Regions from separate parts of the Mus musculus genome. Here all the other regions are linked to region 2. The links are chromatin contacts, called in public promoter capture Hi-C maps. All regions are on one chromosome and are shown on one strand. The core of a region is the stretch at or near the end of the contact, and the rest is flanking DNA. Distances in the headings are between cores, read along the strand shown. Region 1 holds the start of Rps4x (ribosomal protein S4, X-linked). Region 2 holds the start of Yipf6 (Yip1 domain family, member 6). Region 3 holds the start of Amer1 (APC membrane recruitment 1).

What was found. Promoter capture Hi-C pulls out the DNA fragments that hold promoters and counts their contacts.
Region 1: a contact with region 2 is called in a promoter capture Hi-C map of liver, with 4 times the contacts expected there. The contact joins the promoter of Rps4x here to the promoter of Yipf6 in region 2. A contact is called at or near these places in 3 of 39 promoter capture datasets (erythroid cells, liver and pre-B cells).
Region 3: a contact with region 2 is called in a promoter capture Hi-C map of pre-B cells. The contact joins the promoter of Amer1 here to the promoter of Yipf6 in region 2. A contact is called at or near these places in 1 of 39 promoter capture datasets (pre-B cells) and 1 of 484 Hi-C or Micro-C datasets (CD4 T cells).

What each region holds. Positions count from the first base shown.
Region 1 is chrX:102,187,611-102,191,175 of GRCm38.p6, forward strand. It overlaps Rps4x (ribosomal protein S4, X-linked), which reads right to left and starts at 1,781. Exons shown (of 7, transcript NM_009094.2): 1 at 1,688-1,781; 2 at 684-761; 3 at 212-392. The coding sequence starts at 1,690.
Region 2 is chrX:98,936,445-98,940,105 of GRCm38.p6, forward strand. It overlaps Yipf6 (Yip1 domain family, member 6), which reads left to right and starts at 1,337. Exons shown (of 7, transcript NM_207633.2): 1 at 1,337-1,844; 2 at 3,329-3,457. The coding sequence starts at 1,788.
Region 3 is chrX:95,443,387-95,446,963 of GRCm38.p6, forward strand. It overlaps Amer1 (APC membrane recruitment 1), which reads right to left and starts at 1,454. Exons shown (of 2, transcript NM_175179.4): 1 at 1,272-1,454.

The DNA of each region.
Region 1 (3,565 bases), core at 531-3,030, 3.3 Mb after region 2:
CAACAGAGATTCTGATCCAGTAGGTCTGTATGGGAGAGTAGCAAGAAATTCAAAATTTAAAAAGGAATAAAAGCCCAGTAGCCAAACCTCTCCATATTACCGTGCCAGGGTAGGGGTGAAGACGAAGACCAGGAAAGCCTGGCACTTTCCCAGTCACCTGCCACTATTGGGAGTTAAGGGCCTGTGGCCACTACCGATCCTGATTACTCACCCATAAACCCAGCAGGGTAGGTTATATCGGTCCTGACTTTCCCATCAATCTTAATGAATCGCTGCATGCAAATCTTTTTTACTTCATCTCCAGTCAGGGCATACTTAAGTCTGTTCCTTAGGAAAATGATGAGAGGCAGGCATTCCCTCAGCTTGTGAGGACCAGTGGATGGACGAGGAGCCTGGAAAGTTTTAGGAAAATTACTACACCAAAACTTGGGTTATTTTACATGGGGGGGGGGTCGCTAGAAGATTCCTCAACATTTTCTCCTCCAAAGAATGAGGCCTGCTACTTTGAGACCTGAGTCTATGTATCCACCATCAGTGTACTATGGAATACATGGAGTAGATGAAACAGATGTATCAAAATTGAGGTAGGACACAGGTCTTTAAGACAGCCAAAGATTCTCTACATTCAACTCCACAAATATGCTTGTTAAAGGTATGTCTACCTTTCACACCACAATACTTACAAACACGCCAGTCAACTTATCCAGCATCCAATGTTTTGGAGCAGCTACACGCTTCAGGTGTTTCTTGGGACCACGAGCCTGGAAGAAGTTTTCAAAGTAACGTTGTTACATTGTTTCAGGTCTTTCCAGCAAAGCCTACGGCGTAAATCCTTCAATGAACTGACTTTCGAACTTTCCCAATTAACAAAATGTGGGCAATATTGAAAGCGCCGGGTCCCAGTAAAACGTAGAAAAGACAGATAAGCATCAATAGGCCAAACCCAGTATTCGCACCTTAGCGATTCCCATTTTTTACAGTTATGCCAGATGTCTCCATTATGCCTGCTCACAAAAATTAGCCTTTCATAGCACACTTGCGAATTACCCAGTGATTCAACCCTAGACGCACAGGCAGATAGGGACAGAAAATGGCCCAGGACCGTATCTCAATTGTCAATCGAAAAGTATAGTATTAGAACACAGCCATCTGGATCGAAGGTTTCTGGTACAAAGATAAACTCTAACTCCGGCACTGGCACTACCACGTGTACTGCTCCTTTGTATACTAAAGAGTCGAAGTTTCACATTCGAAAGCGGAAGGAAGCTTTTTGTAATGCTTCGTACACTTACCAGCTACACAACATATAAAGTAAGTCCGTGCCAAAAGATAGACAAATGCACAAGTAAGAGCTAATCCTTCAAGCAGACCCTGCGCCCACATGCCCAAAGCTTCAATCTGCACTCCCGGGCCCTCGAAGTTCTTCCCCAAGTGGAAAAGCATTTCTCCCTGGGCAAGGGGATGTGTGATTAAGCCCAAGGCCTTGCTTGCCCTCTGCGGCAGACTTCCCATCCTAGCTCAGACCAGTATTCTCCCTTGCCGCCAAGCCCATCTCTGCCAGCCTGCAGCAGAGCTGCTTTCGCCTCCACCCTGTAGTCGACCGCGGGAGCCCTGATAACCCGGGCAGCATCGGTCAGGGAGGATGGAAGCCGATGCAACCCAAGAGCTCGCTGTACCCCTGCCTTACCATGGCTGCGCTAGGAACGGAAAGAGACTCGCCTTCTTCCGGCGAACGAAGAAATTAGGGTCGGAGGCTGCGCGCGCGCTGGAGCCTGGGTTGCTCCGCCCAGCCTCAGACTTTCCCAGCGGGCGGGGACTCTCTCTTGCCATCTGCTGGTGGGAGGTCAGAGGTCCCAGGCTGGGAAACTGAGGCTGAGAGAATCTCCCAAAAACTGTTTTTCCTCAGTCCTTTCTCTTCTTTGTGCCGAGTGATGAGTGCTGGGGATACCCAGACCAATCGCACCAGATAACTGCCCGCAAGGAGAGTTCTGTTAGATGGCTGAGTGATAAAAAGATACATTTTAATACTCGATACTTTTCTTATACAAAGTTTCTCTAATCTTCCAGAGTTACCAGTCCAATCAGCCAGCCCCATGCTAAGCGAAAGGTTTGGCCAACGGCATGTTTCTCTTTGCTTTTGTAAAGATTGCTGAGGCACTGAGCCATCCAGGGTGAGATGGTAGGCTCTCTGCTTGAACCTGGCATCCTGCGCATCCACTCCTGTAGAACACATTTGACATTTATTGTACTGTAAGTGGAAGAGAGGGAACATTAGAGAGTATCTGGTTTTGCCTAGCCAGTATGTAGACCTAGCTGTTCTACTTTTGAAGCTGCTGTGTTAGAGTGGTGGCACTGGCTGCCCTTCATTCACCATTTTCTGCTCTCTTAGTTATCTGTGGCCTCCCACAGGTCGATGAAGTCTGCCCATCATAAACCCAAAGATCCAGTCCCTTCAAACTATTATGAAAGGGGTATTTTTCAGCCTCACCTTTCCTCTTTCTCCTGTCCCTCCCCTCTCTCTCATATGTGTGTGTGCAGTTGTTATCATTTATTTGTTATCATTAGTGGCTGCTAGGGAATGAGTCACTTTTTCATATATATATATATATATATGCAAATGAAATATACATTTTGGGGGGGGGGTTCGAGACAGGATTTCTCTGTGCAGCGTTGGCTGTCCTGGAACTCACTCTGTATACCAGGCTGGCCTCAAACTGAAATATACATCTTGAGACAGAGCCTCATTATGTAAGCCAGGGTAGTCTCAGACTCATCATTTTTCTGCTGAGAGTTGAGTTACAGGCATGCACCCCCACAGTCTATATAGTACAAGCAAGCAGACTATATCTTTATTTTTAACTTTTGAGACAGGCTCTTCTAGACAGGCTAGGCTGACCTGCAGCTTGAGAGAGGTCATCTGCCTCATCTTCCCAAGTGCTGGGTGATACGTTACTTCGCCACTGTAGGTGAAATGAGACAAATCAAGCAGAATTAGATTATATTAAATGCAGGTTTATTGGAAAGGTGCTCTCGGGCAAGTTCACTGGCCCCAAGGACTGAGGCTAGGGGAGTCACAATGGGAAGGAAGAGATGGGGGGAGGGGGAAGAGAGGGGAGAGGGAAGAAAGAGGGGAGGAGAGAGAGGGGGAGGGGAAAACAGAGGGCAGGGGAAACAGAGGGGGAGGGGGAAGAGACAGGAGAGTGGGAAGAGGGAAGGGAAAAGAGAGGGGGAGAGGAGGAAGAGAGGAGAGAGAGGGAGGGAGGGGGAGAGAGAGAGGAGAGAGGGGAGAGAGAGAGAGGAAAATATCTGGATTATATAGGGAGCTTCTGGGGAAAAGGCAGCTCACCTCCTGGGCTGGGAAGTTCAGGCTTGGGGGCAGGGTCTGCCAGCTAGGGATTGAGGGATGCGGGGAGAATCTGGAGGCCAGGTCTGCTTTCATATGTAAAATATGCACCTCAGTCTCCTGTCCCAGGGTCTGGGATGATAGGCATGTGCCACTATGGCCAGCCTATAGTTTTATTTCTTTTCTTCCTCTTCTTTTTTAAAGATTTATTTATTATTATAT
Region 2 (3,661 bases), core at 87-2,586:
TTTTTTTTTTTTTTGGTTACAGTAGCTGACTCCTACCCATTCCCCGCCTACTACCCACCCCAGGAGCCTCTACTGATCAAGGACATTTTCAGTACTTGCCACCAAGTAGCTTAGCAACTTCAAAGTTGTAGTGGTTTTGGGAAGTTAGTGGAGTGAAGCTCTCCCACTTGATAGGAGATGAAAGAGAGAATAATTGTGCAGGACCTGTGGGGAGACAATACAAAGGTTTGAGGATTTGAAGGAGATGGAAGCTGGCTATGAAGCTCAGGGAACTAGTAAGGCAAGGACGGCAGTAGACAAGGGGATCAGGTTCTTCAACTTGAAGTCGGAGGCCTTTTTCTTGGGGACACGAGGAATGGCACTTCAGAGCCACTTCTGGTGAACTGGTTCTGTCAAGCGCTGCTAGTCTCAGCTGCTTTCAGATGGTCCTAGTTGGGCGCGTTTTGGATCCACAGTGCTCCGCTTTGCTCCGCAGTGGCGCTGGTGGTGGGATAGCCTACTCTCAGCTGGGTGCGGTTAGGTTCGGTTGGGATCGACTGGGCGCCATTGGTCTCGGCAGCGCTTGGCTGAACGCCGATGCGTTCGACTTCGTTTGTCTGGGCTCGGCTAGGTGTGGCTCTGTGCCGCAGGCCACCGCTGGCTGCGTTCAGATAGGTTCAGCTGTGCGCTGCTGGGCTCGGCTGCATTCGGCTGTGATCCGACTAGGTTCGGCGGTGCCCGCTGGGCTCGGCTACGTTCGGCTACACTCGGCTGTGATCCGACTAGGTTCGGTGGTGCACGGCTGGGCTCGGCTGCGTTCGGCTTTGCACCGACTAGCTTCGGCTGTTCGCCTCTGGGCTCGGCTGCGTTCGGCTGTGTCAGGCTGTGATCAGACTAGGTTCGGTGGTGAGCGGCTGGGCTCGGCTGCGTTCGGCTGTGAGCCGACTAGGTTCGGTAGTGCGCTGCTGGGCTCGGCTGTGTTCGGCTAGGTTCGGCTGTGCACCTCTGGGTTCTGCTACGTTCGGCTGGAAGCCTCTGGGCTCGATTGTGTTTGGCTGTGCACCGCTGGGTTCGGCTAAGTTCGGCTGTGCATTGCTGGGCTTGGCTGAACGCTACTGGGCTCCGCTAAGTTTAGCAGGAGCCTCTGGGCTCCATTGGGCTCGGCTTCATTCGGCTAGGTTTGGTTGTGTGCCTACTAGGTTCGGCTGGGCGCCTCTGAGCGCCATTGTATTCCGCTGTGCGTTGCCGGGCTCTGCTGTGTCCGGCTAGGTTCGGCTGTGCACCTCTGGGCTCTGCTAGGTTTGGCTGGGAGCCTCTGGACTCGATTGTGTTTGGCTGTGTACCGCTAGGTTCCGCTAAGTTCGGCTAAGTTCAGCTAGGTTCGGCTGAATGCCACTTGGCTCGGCTAAGTTTGGCTGGGGCCTCTGGGCTCGATTGGGTTCGGCTGAGCATCACGGGGCTCGATTGGGTTCAGCTGAGCATCACTGGGCTCCATTGGGTTCGGCTGGGAGTTTGCTGGAGCCTGGGGCACCGCTGGGCGAGCCGGCGCTTCTAGCCTGCACTCTCAGTGGGCGTGGAAGGCGGAGCGCCCCCTAGCGAAACTGCGTCCCCAAACAGTGAGCAAATAGGCTCGCGCTCGAGCCTCGGAGGCTACCGGAGCACCGGAACTCGGCTGGGCGCCGCAGCAGCCAGCCTCAGGCGCCGGCGGTGACGCCGTCTTAACGCGACCGCGCGCTGACCAGCCCCGGTCTCCACGTCTCAGGTTTCGCAGAGACGCATGGGAGGGGAGCAGTTGGAGGTTTATCAAGATGGCGGAAGCGGAGGACTCTCCGGGAGAACAGGAGGCAGCGGCATCCAAGCCCCTGGTGAGTTAAGAGGACAGTGGCAGAAGGGACTGAGGGCGAGGCAGAGCTCCCGGGAAGCGAGTCGGGAAGGCTTCGGGATCAGAGAGCCAGAGCTTCTTGGCTTTGCAGGCCCTTGGCGTCTACAACCAGCTGACACTACACCTGGTCTTTGAGTTAGCTGCATCTCCCTTCCATTCGCTGGCCTTCTGTGCCTTTCTGAGACTCTCCGCTGTCTGTCCACACTCTAGGGGTTCTTTGACAGTGAGTTAAATGCCGAGCTTGGAGTGGTTTCTGAAGTATCCTCTATCGCTGTCATTTATCACGACTTGTCACCAGTCATTGTGAAGTACTACACAAGTAATGAAACTGCTTCTCACAGGACGTTGTCGTTTTATTGGTTGTAACCGGAACCTTTACTTGCCCGGTGGGTGACTCAAAGCAGCTAATTATTATTTGCAGGTGCTTGCTATCCCCTTCATGACACATATGTCACTAAGAGCCACCAATACTGCTTTAAGAACACTGGCTTCACAGTTAACCCCATGTGAGCTAGAGTGCATTCGCACTGAAGCTTTTGTGAGTTTGAGCATTTCGTTTCAGTGAAGGGTGTTTTTGACTCTTAAACTGAAAAGAAGGTACCTGCCTTTAAAATGGCATAACTTCTATGAAGTGCCTAATACAGTCATGAGTGGAGGAGTATAAGGAAGTCGTTGTTACGCCCTGTCGTTCTTCTTCCCAAACAGTATTTGCTTATATACTGTTTGCTCAGTAACTGCTTTCATTTCTTTTGTTTTAAATTGGCAGCGTAACAGAGAACTGAACTGAGAGGCAAGGGAACTTGGTTCAAGTCCCAGCTCTTCTGCTTACTAGCTCTATTTGTTCATCTCTTCAGCAAAAATATTTCTCGAGCATCTAGAGTGTTCCAGGCAGTCTTTTAGGCACCAGGAATGAAACTGTAAAGGAGGATATTGAATCTGGGGCTGGAGCTCAGCGGGAAAGAGAGTGCATTACATACGTAAGACCCTTTCGGTCCAATCTCCAGCACTGAAGGGATAAGGTCATTTGGGCCATCTTATGGATCAGTTGTGACCCTGAGTAAAGTCTCTCTAAACCCAAGTTTAGACGTTCGGAAAATGATGAAGCTCACCACAGAATAGTGAAAATATGTAAACTAATGCAAACATTATGCCTCCTGCCACATAGTTACAGGTTACCTAGCTGTTCTTAGTTTCCCTTTACTCCAGACTGTTCCCCGTTCTGTAATGCCTGTGATGTGTTTAAGTACGTGTGCAAGTTTGTACGCATGCACGCATGCATGTGTAGACAGGGCTTACTGTGTTAACTAGGAGTGTTTAGGAATTAGTTGTATTGCCCAATGTCTGTTGAGCTACTTTTAGTTACTACGCAAAACCTTAAATAGCCAGGCCCAACTCTAGAAAATGGTGATGTTTCTGAGACATTTTGCAGTTGTAAGCTTAATTTTCTTTCCCCCAATCTTTTCTCAGTTTGCAGGGTTGTCTGATGTGTCAATTTCTCAGGACATTCCCATAGAAGGGGAGATTACCATCCCCTCCAGAGCTCGTGCTCAAGAACATGACAGCTCCACACTGAATGAATCCATTCGTCGGACCATTGTAAGTTAGACGAGTTGAGAGACCACTTCAGTGTTATGGGAGCGAATAGGCACTAATACTTTGAAATACTTTTGTTTGGTTCTTTGATTTTTTTTTAAATATATTTCTTCTACTGAAATGTAAGAGTCCCCCTATGACTGAGTTGTTAGTGTTCTTGGCAAACAGGGGCCTTCATGGTGCTTTGATCAGCACAGGACATGGAGT
Region 3 (3,577 bases), core at 204-2,703, 3.5 Mb before region 2:
GAATCTCCAATGGTAGGACAGAAAGTCCAACAATGCAGTGCCCGGAGACCAGTCCATACCAGTGTTGCTGAGGCAGGCCAGCCAGAGACGCAGAAGACATATGCGAACAGGGCTGTCTACACTTCTCTCAAGGCGAGTCCAGCGACAGGGAGGATGGTCCTGCTGTATTAGTCCCGCTGCCGCCTTTGCCTCCCATGGCTCATCTGGCAAGCTTAGCCCCTCAAAGGGGAGCTCAGGAGAAATCACGCCTTTGGGCGGTCACCAGTGTCAGAGGTGTCTGCAGCAGACAATGACAGCAGTCTGGCAGGCTGGGTATTTTAAGTAACTGAGAAGTTGTAGGATTTGTCTGCCTTATATATACTGTGTGTTCTTTACTACAACGACGGCCCCCTCCGCCTCTAGCAGGGAAATCCCCCCACAATATTGTGCCTATTGCTATTTTAAACCAAAGGCTGGAGAGAAAAAGAAAAAAAAACGCGCCCTATGCCCTACAAGGGAAAAGAGGCGCGTAGGGGGTGGGGGCGGCAACAAAGCGGCCTTGCAGCTCTAACCCAAGGGCCAGTAAGAGCTCCTGGTCCAGCCCGCCTGCAATGGGGGTGGGAGCCAAACGACAGACTGGAGGCCCAGGAGGGGGTGCGGCTGGTTGGGACCATAGGACCAAGGTTCCAGGATAAGTGGGAAGTTCAGAAACCCAACTGTGCTCCCTTGAGGAGGAACAGACTGTGGATATCTTAATCCACCCTAAAGCCAGTCTCAGTCTGGCCATAAGCGAGCGCGCCAGCTTCCTCTGCAGAGGAGAGACATAGGAGATGCACCGCAGAGGGGAGGGGCCACAGCAAGGCCTCGCGGGTGAGCAGCACCGGCCTAACAGCTGTTCCAGAAAATATACTACAAACAAAGATAAGGAGTTCCCGGCCTGCAAATGCGTTCTCCGGGTGCTGGCTAGCGGCGCCCTTCCCGGAACCACGCAACAGCACGTGTGGGCCCATCCCAGCCTCCCATTACAACCTAGAGGCGTAGCCCAGGATAGTCCGCCCGCCTTCCGGCCCTCCCACCCCACCCCCCAGCCACGGTCGCCCGGACCCTAAAGACTAACGGCCGCTGGGCCCTTCGCTGGACAGTACGCAAAGCGAGTTCAAAGAAAGACCAGCAAGAGGCTGGGACTCCGATCAGCCAGGCTCTGGAAACCCTAGTCCAGGAGACCAGAGCGGAGCACGCGGGGATGCACTAGACCTTCAGCAGGATGGCTCTTAGCTGTGTGCAATGCTTACCCTGCCAGGTCCAGCTCCCAGCGCTGTTTATTGTCTGCTGCGCTGCTCCGATTTGAGCTGGAGCCTCTGCTGAGAACGCCACCACTGCTCCTGCCGCAGCCTTCACCGGGACTACAGCAGTCTTCTGCGCCGACTACCCTTCTCCAGGCTCTGGGCAGCTCCCCCATACCCCCTTCACCCCGGACTCCACAGTTATAGGGTGGGACGTCCGTGATATGATTGGCAGGCATACAGTCCAATCATGACGGCTGGAAGGCATGCCCTCGCCCGCCCACTGTTTTCCTTGGTGCTTCTCTCTTTAAATGCAAATAAATCGGGCGTGGTATTGGCAGGGGGGCGGAGAGGTTGTCGAACCCCTTGCAGGGACTCCCTACTTCCGCTCCCACGCGGGGCGGGTTTCAGCGTGGCTACACACCCTACTCCCGGAGCTAGTCCCGCCCAAATGGGACTTGCCAGACTCTTGGAACTCGGTTTCGATTTTGCATACATTCCTCATTCCTTAACTTGGTGCTTTTGCGCTACTGCTCCCAGGTTGCTACCAAAGAGTTTCTCCACTCAGTTCGAGACTAGCTGTGAGAAGTGGGGGAGAAAAGGAAGGAGCCAGAGATTGTGGGGCCTGCAGAAACCTTTAGCACCATGGTTGGCTAATTATTAAGAGTGGCAGCAGGGCCAGGTGGCTGGTCTTCCCAGAGAGGAAATCACCTGTCAGGAAAGTGACCTGCCTCTTGGTCCTCCCACCCCCACACCACCTGGCTCCTTAGCCCTGCACTTTCCTTGCTTGCCCCAGGCTCTTAGGGAAGGCAAGATTGAGGTCAACTACCATCAGTGCTGCCTGGGAAAAGGCACTTCACCTCCGTTACTTAGACTGCCAGTAACTGGGACATATTTGGAATATAGACCTATACTTACCTTTCAGGGTACCTTTCACTTTTCTTCCCTAGGAAAATAACTGTTTTTAGAGTATACTATTTCAATAGTTGGCCTCTCACCTAAATTCCATACCTTCCAACGAACATGGAATGATTCTCAAGATCTCCAGGCGGGCAGTGGTGGCACATGCCTTTAATCCCAGCACTCGGGAGGCAGAGGCATGCGGATTTCTGAGTCTGAGGCTAGTCTGGTCTACAATGTGAGTTCCAGGACAGCCAGGGCTATACAGAGAAACCCTGTCTCCAAAAACAAAAGCAAAATTAAACAAACAAAGATCTCCAGAGCACACTTCATCAATTGTGAGTCTGGTCTGTGCAGATCCCTTTTCTAGATAGGGAAAGAAGTTTTGTGTGAGCCCTAACCAGAGGTCATACTGAGGAACACTGAGGAGGCCTGTCAGACCAGCCTTACAGGCTACTGTGTCTGGAATGTGGCAACGGGCCAGCTGAGCTTAGGCCTCTAACTAGCCTAAAGACATTAAGTGGCATTAGTAACTGCCAGTGCCAGGTGAGCTGGAGCAACAAAGAATCCGGTTGTATAACCAGCTCTGGAATGTACAGAAATCCCAGCTTGAAAACTCCTTCAATGTCTAAAAGGGGAGGGAGAAGTGAATTGAGGGTGAGGATCAGAGAAGGATTAGAAAACAATGGCAGTCCCCACCTCCAACCCCCAATGAATAGTCACCTGTTGCCCTGTTGGATCTTGTCTACCTTGTAAATACACAGAAGCTGAACTAGTGAGACGTGGACTGCTGCCACTGCCTGTGTGAAGCTAAGGAATTGTTGTGGCTGTTAAGGGCTGGCATCTATCTACTCTTCTTTCTGCCTCAGACTTGCTATGAGACCTTGGCCAACCTGGTCTCCCATCGGAGCCAATTATTCGATTTTCCCAAAGAGGTAAGAAACTTGATCAGTTCAACTCAATCCTTTCTATAATATTTCATGACCTTCAATGAGATTCTAGATATCTTCACCAAAAATTTGCAATATGAATCAGAATCAGAGTCCTAGGCCTGGATCTCAGTAAACATTGAATGGCAACCTGCTGCTAACTCAGTATAGCTTTGCTGTAGAAATCATTCCCCCAGCCTGCTTTGAATGGCCGGACTATAACATTTCCTTGGATCTCTGCTTTCCAGCTTTGCAAAACCCCAATTCTCATTTGTTAGGCTGGACATGCCGTATTTCCTATTCATACTCTATCATACTCTGCTAACCTGTGTCTCTGTCATTTGAAACTTGCTCACATTTCAAACAGATTCTTGCTTTGTTTTTTTTTTAATTAGACCAAGATTATTATTTGGAAAAGATAGTTTGAAAATATGGAGTCCAGGGAAACAAAAGACAAGACAATCCTGGATGTGAGAACATGTGCAA